2 separate regions of the Drosophila melanogaster genome follow, and region 1 is linked to region 2. The links are chromatin contacts, called in public Hi-C maps. All regions are on one chromosome and are shown on one strand. The core of a region is the stretch at or near the end of the contact, and the rest is flanking DNA. Distances in the headings are between cores, read along the strand shown. Region 1 holds the start of Rchy1 (Ring finger and CHY zinc finger domain containing 1). Region 2 holds the start of Fic (Fic domain-containing protein).

What was found. Hi-C and Micro-C count contacts between places; a contact is called where the count stands out from the background.
Region 1: a Hi-C map of the Kc167 cell line shows a contact between it and region 2, with 2.2 times the contacts expected there. The contact joins the promoter of Rchy1 here to the promoter of Fic in region 2. A contact is called at or near these places in 16 of 107 Hi-C or Micro-C datasets (the Clone 8 cell line, the Kc167 cell line, the ML-DmBG3-c2 cell line and 4 more) and 4 of 6 datasets of contacts at active chromatin or transcription factors (the Kc167 cell line and the S2 cell line).

The regions. Positions count from the first base shown.
Region 1 is chr2L:6,464,356-6,467,105 of dm6, forward strand. It overlaps Rchy1 (Ring finger and CHY zinc finger domain containing 1), which reads right to left and starts at 1,314. Exons shown (of 6, transcript NM_135186.2): 1 at 1,174-1,314. HemK1 (HemK methyltransferase 1) reads right to left here. Exons shown (of 3, transcript NM_135187.4): 2 at 2,464-2,750; 3 at 1,862-2,409. The coding sequence ends at 2,169.
Region 2 is chr2L:6,422,917-6,425,616 of dm6, forward strand. Fic (Fic domain-containing protein) reads left to right here and starts at 1,420. Exons shown (of 3, transcript NM_135182.2): 1 at 1,420-2,490; 2 at 2,550-2,700. The coding sequence starts at 1,610. It overlaps Tig (Tiggrin), which reads right to left and starts at 394. Exons shown (of 6, transcript NM_001298741.1): 1 at 212-394.

The sequences.
Region 1 (2,750 bases), core at 64-2,563, 41 kb after region 2:
CTTGATTTTCACTCCGTTTTCTTAGCCGTCGCGCACTGTACACAACGTACAATGGGGAACAAGAAGTAGTAACTTTATGTAAGAAATTATCAAATAAAAGATCACCTATGATGACTTTCTTCCATTTCTGTATAGTTTTGGATCAGATATGGAAACCTATTAAACCCATATCATTATAAAATGACAATTAACCTGTTAAGAACCCAAATATGTGCATATGAACTACTATCTTGGCCGCTGCTGTTTTTGGATGGGACCTTGTGCCATGTGAGCGGCAGCATATAAATCGCTTGCTTAGCCTGCAGGTCGCCAAAAACGTTCACAGCTCCACGGATTGGGAATCGCAGTGCCTTGGCACACGGTGCGGATGATGAATTAAAATGCGGGCAGGGAGCAGCCAGCCACACACTTGTTAACACAATCGGCGTGCGACTTTCGCTCATCGGTTGGCTGTTGCTGCAAGTCGGTGTTGCACGTAGCAGGTGCACATATTGATGCTGCCAAAGGAGGCATTACCAGCTATATATAAATGTATATATGTACATACTTTTATATATACTTTTATTTGCACAGCGCGGCAAGCTGCAAATTCGTTGCCGAATCTTGTTTGCTCAGATTGTTATTCGCATTTTCTGCGCCGGGGAGCAGGGACCGACAATAAATATTGAAAGTGTGCTAAAATTACAAACGCAAGGCGATTAAGCCAGCCTCGCCGGAAAACCAGTCGGCGAAAAGAACGCAAGTTTGAACTCGATTCAATTCGGTATTCATGTTTACGCACGCACGCACTCACGCACACAGGCACACACTTGCACGCGTCGATCGGGCGGATAAATGCATTAAGTAATGTCACGATCTGGCTAATTGGTTTCTAAAAGTTTCCAATCCACATTCAAACCGCCTTCAAATCGCAGTTTGGGCGTATGTATATATATATACATGTACATATATATGCACATTCATTCATTTACCCAAATCTATATGGTCAAATTTATGTAGAATTTTTAAAATCAATTTCTCGTTTAACGTGTTTCTCGTTTTTGTTTTGTTTCGGCGCTTTTTAAGTTCCCTCTTCTTGACTTTCATCAAGCGCTCATTGTGATATCCACTGAAACTCCGACTTTAATTATGATTTAGCCATTTGTTAATTATACTACACATATGTATGCGTACTTGAAAGTGAAACAACACACACCAGCCGAACGAAGGAGATCGCAGCTCGAAATCGTCAATTGAATTAAAGAGCTACGACAATCTAAATCCGCGTTCCACTCGCGCACCCGGATTCCGCAGACTCGTCCGGCGCGAGTTTCGACTTCCAACTGGCAACGGAAGTTAGCCACTTGTTGCTCCGAGCCACTCTGTCGGAGCTTTTATCCGCTCCGGAGCTTAAAGCTCTCCAGCGGAGCGGTTACAACAAGATTCAGATGCGAAGTCGGGGGATTTATGCACTCGGGTTCATAATTATGGTAATCCTTGTGGACATGTGTCCTTGTTTTCATAATCAGTACACCTATAAGCATTAAAGTGGTAACTTTAAGCAAAAACTTTCTAATTTGCATAGAAATATTCTGATTCTATATATTGACAGGATACACATCTTTCAGGCCAAAAATATGGTTAGCATTTTGCTTATCGCAGATATAGAATACATCAGTTTGATTAAACAGCATTATACTCGATCCGCGATGATCATTAACACCCTCCAATTTATGGCAGCAAGCCTCTGGTTATAAATCATAATCGCCATAGTTTAAATCAGTGACCAGTTATTATAGGTGCATTATACTTTTAACCTATTGATCTTTAAAATCATGTTAATCCATTATTATAGGATCAAAAATGCAGTAGAAAGCCTTAGGTAAAAGTCGTTGTGGTTTTTGTATACTGATAATAATATGGTCATAAATCAAACAGCTAATTGCATTGTGCAATTTATACAGGTATATTTGTGAAGTAATACCGCCTGCGGTTGTTGCTAAAAGATTCAGAGACGAAACTTAAGGATTAATAGCGCTATATATTCTGTTTATATAGGTGTGAGTCTCTGGGCAGCGTGCAGGTATGTCTGGTCTTAAATCAAATCACAGCTAAATGCATGGGCAACGTTATAGCTAATTGCATTGTCAAAGTCATAGCATTCCGTCCTGTCTATGGCGCAATCTCGCCTAGACCTTCTCGATCTGAACGAATCTCTCGCGCTGATACTGGTCACTGTAGCCGGCGATGAACTTGAGCCGGCCCTCGTACTTCAGATTCATAATGGTCTTCACCATCGGCGGGTGGTCGTTGCCCAGTTCCAGCCAGAGCTTGCCACCGGGACGCAGGTGCCGACAAGCCAAGTCGAAAACCAGTCGAGCCACCCTCAATCCATCGGACCCACCGTCCAGGGCATTAAGGTTCTCATACCTGGGGATATAAGATAGTTAGTGCACTGCATCCATCTGGTATAACATCACTTACACCACGACTTCGGGATGCAGAAACTGAAACTCCTCAGTTTTCACATACGGAGGATTGGAGATGATCAAATCGTACTTCTTGTCCTTCAGCGCCTCCGGCAGGTACTTGTCCTCCTCCATGGTGTGGTTGTGTACCTCAAATCGATTCAGCAGCCCCAGCATTTTGGCATTCTCCGCAGCCAGAACGGTTGCCGCCTTGCTACGCTCAATGGCAGTGGCCACCACCTGCGGCAGACTGTGTAGCATGGACAAGGACATGGCGCCCGAGCCGCAGCCCACCTCCAAAAG
Region 2 (2,700 bases), core at 170-2,669:
TCGATTTCAGGGCCCCACAGAAGACGTCTCCCCCAAATGGGTCACACATGCATTTTCCCAAAATATAGTATTGCTTATTTCTGGAACACATTTCTTGGGCCCCTGCAGGCTGTCGCTATTTATTTTTAAATATTTTCCCAAGTTCTTTCTATTCCGAACTAACGAACGTATCGCTAGTAAACAGACAAATTATGCTGCTGTAATGACTTACAGTTCTTATCACTTTTCAGCGGAAACTCAATTAACACTTTGAGTACTTAACACAATTATCAATTGATTGGATGGGATTCAGGACACTATGTGGGTTGAACCCCAATCACTGGCACTACCGAAATCTTTCCGAGTCGAGATGAAACCGCTGCGCCCTGTGGCGCTGTCGAACAGCAACTGACAGCTGAATTCCCAGCACGAAGCTTTTATGGAAAGATCGCTTGGCGCGAGAGGCTGCGTTATGCGGAGCAGCATTATCAGCAGTCGAGAACATATGAGTCGGGTTATCATCACGGGTACGACATAATCTACGGGTATGGACCCACCGGTTCCACATTAATGGTTAATATCAGAAGAAGAATCGATTACTACGTCATCGCTCAAGTCGAGTGGAATTAATGAATGAATCTCGCCATGACCTCATACATACACATGATTCACGAGCCGGTCGGTCGGTCATTTGCTCTCCGAGCACTTTTATTTCGCCTGCATCCGATCGCATTAGATCGAAATAGCCAGCAAATGCGTGATCTCATGAGGTGCTCTTTACACGACTCGAGGGGAGAACACGGATTTGGGTACTCCAAGTGATTCAAGGCAGTTAGGTAGAAATATGCAAATCTGGTGACCTTAGGCTCTATTTCAGTCCAAATCGGCAAGACTCGGGTATCTGCCATATATCCGTTCTGTCTGCTGATTAGAATGTTACTGTTTATTGAATTGTTTGGAAATTCGACCGCAATGACTTGACGGATTTGGTGGGCTTCCCCAGCCGAAGAACAAGAATGGTTTCTACGAATGAGAGGTAGAAGTACAACTGTGCTTTGCAGAACTTCATATCATAGTTGAAAAAAAAAAACAAGAGGGCATTTTTTAATAAGCTCTTTTCATGTCGATTTTGCATTATTCACCCATTTCAAATATATTTCGTTTTAATTTGTGAGCGAAGTTAAATGAGTATTAAATACATATTGTATTATTGCGAACAAGCTAATAATAATCTGTCTTAGAAAGTGAAACAAAATAATATATCTTTTTGCGAGTCTTAAACACTAAACATATTTCTATAATTTGATAGATTGCAGACAATTTCGAGACTTATTGGTTTTTGTTTTAAAATTTGAATTCAAAATAACATCCACTATGTTCCCAAGTCCACCGTTCCGCTGTGGAACATGTGGATGTCGTTGCGATTTATATCAGAAACGGTCACACGTAGAAAAGAAGAAGAAGAAGCAAGTACGTGGTGCTAGAAGTCAGACCGCAACGACTGCAATATTGCAGATAAACAATAATTTTGGCCACACGTCTTCCAGCGTTTGGACTCAACGTAACATGTACCTGGCGTGTCAAGTATTCAAAATTCGCGTGAAACACAAAGGAACCTAAAGCATTGGCCATGGGCACGGAAGCAGAACAACCGAGTCCACCTGCTCAGCAGCAAGATCAAGAGAATCCGCCTCTCTGTAAGGCACAAAATCCGAAGCCTGCCCGCCTCTATCGCTTTGTACTGATCTTCGTCGCTGGCAGCCTGGCGGCCTGGACGTTTCATGCCCTAAGCTCAACGAATCTGGTCTGGAAACTGCGGCAGCTCCATCATCTGCCGACCGCCCACTACTTGCAGACGCGTGACGAGTTCGCACTGTACTCCGTGGAGGAGCTAAATGCCTTCAAAGAATTCTACGACAAGAGCGTCAGCGACAGTGTCGGCGCCAGCTACACGGAGGCGGAGCAGACGAACATCAAGGAGGCGCTGGGGGCACTGCGAATGGCCCAGGACTTGTACCTGGCGGGGAAGGATGACAAGGCGGCGCGTCTATTCGAACATGCTCTCGCTCTAGCGCCCCGACACCCGGAAGTCCTACTGCGCTACGGCGAGTTCCTTGAGCACAACCAGCGCAACATTGTGCTGGCGGATCAGTACTACTTTCAGGCTCTGACCATCAGCCCGAGCAACTCCGAGGCACTAGCCAACCGTCAGCGCACGGCAGACGTGGTGCAGAGTCTGGACGAACGCCGCCTGGAATCGCTGGACTCCAAACGAGACGCCCTCTCCGCCATTCACGAGTCCAACGGAGCCCTGCGACGGGCAAAGAAAGAAGCCTACTTCCAGCACATTTACCACTCAGTAGGCATTGAGGGCAACACCATGACGCTGGCACAGACGAGGTCTATCCTAGAGACCCGCATGGCCGTAGACGGCAAATCCATTGACGAGCACAACGAGATCTTGGGCATGGATCTGGCTATGAAGTACATAAACGCTAGTCTGGTGCAAAAGTAAGTTGAAATTGGATATAGCTAGGCAGTATGAAACAATCTATCTGAATTGTTCACAGAATCGATATCACTATTAAGGACATCCTCGAGCTGCATCGCAGAGTTCTGGGGCATGTGGACCCAATTGAAGGGGGCGAGTTCCGACGTAACCAGGTGTATGTTGGAGGTCACATACCGCCAGGTCCCGGCGATCTCGCGCTGCTAATGCAG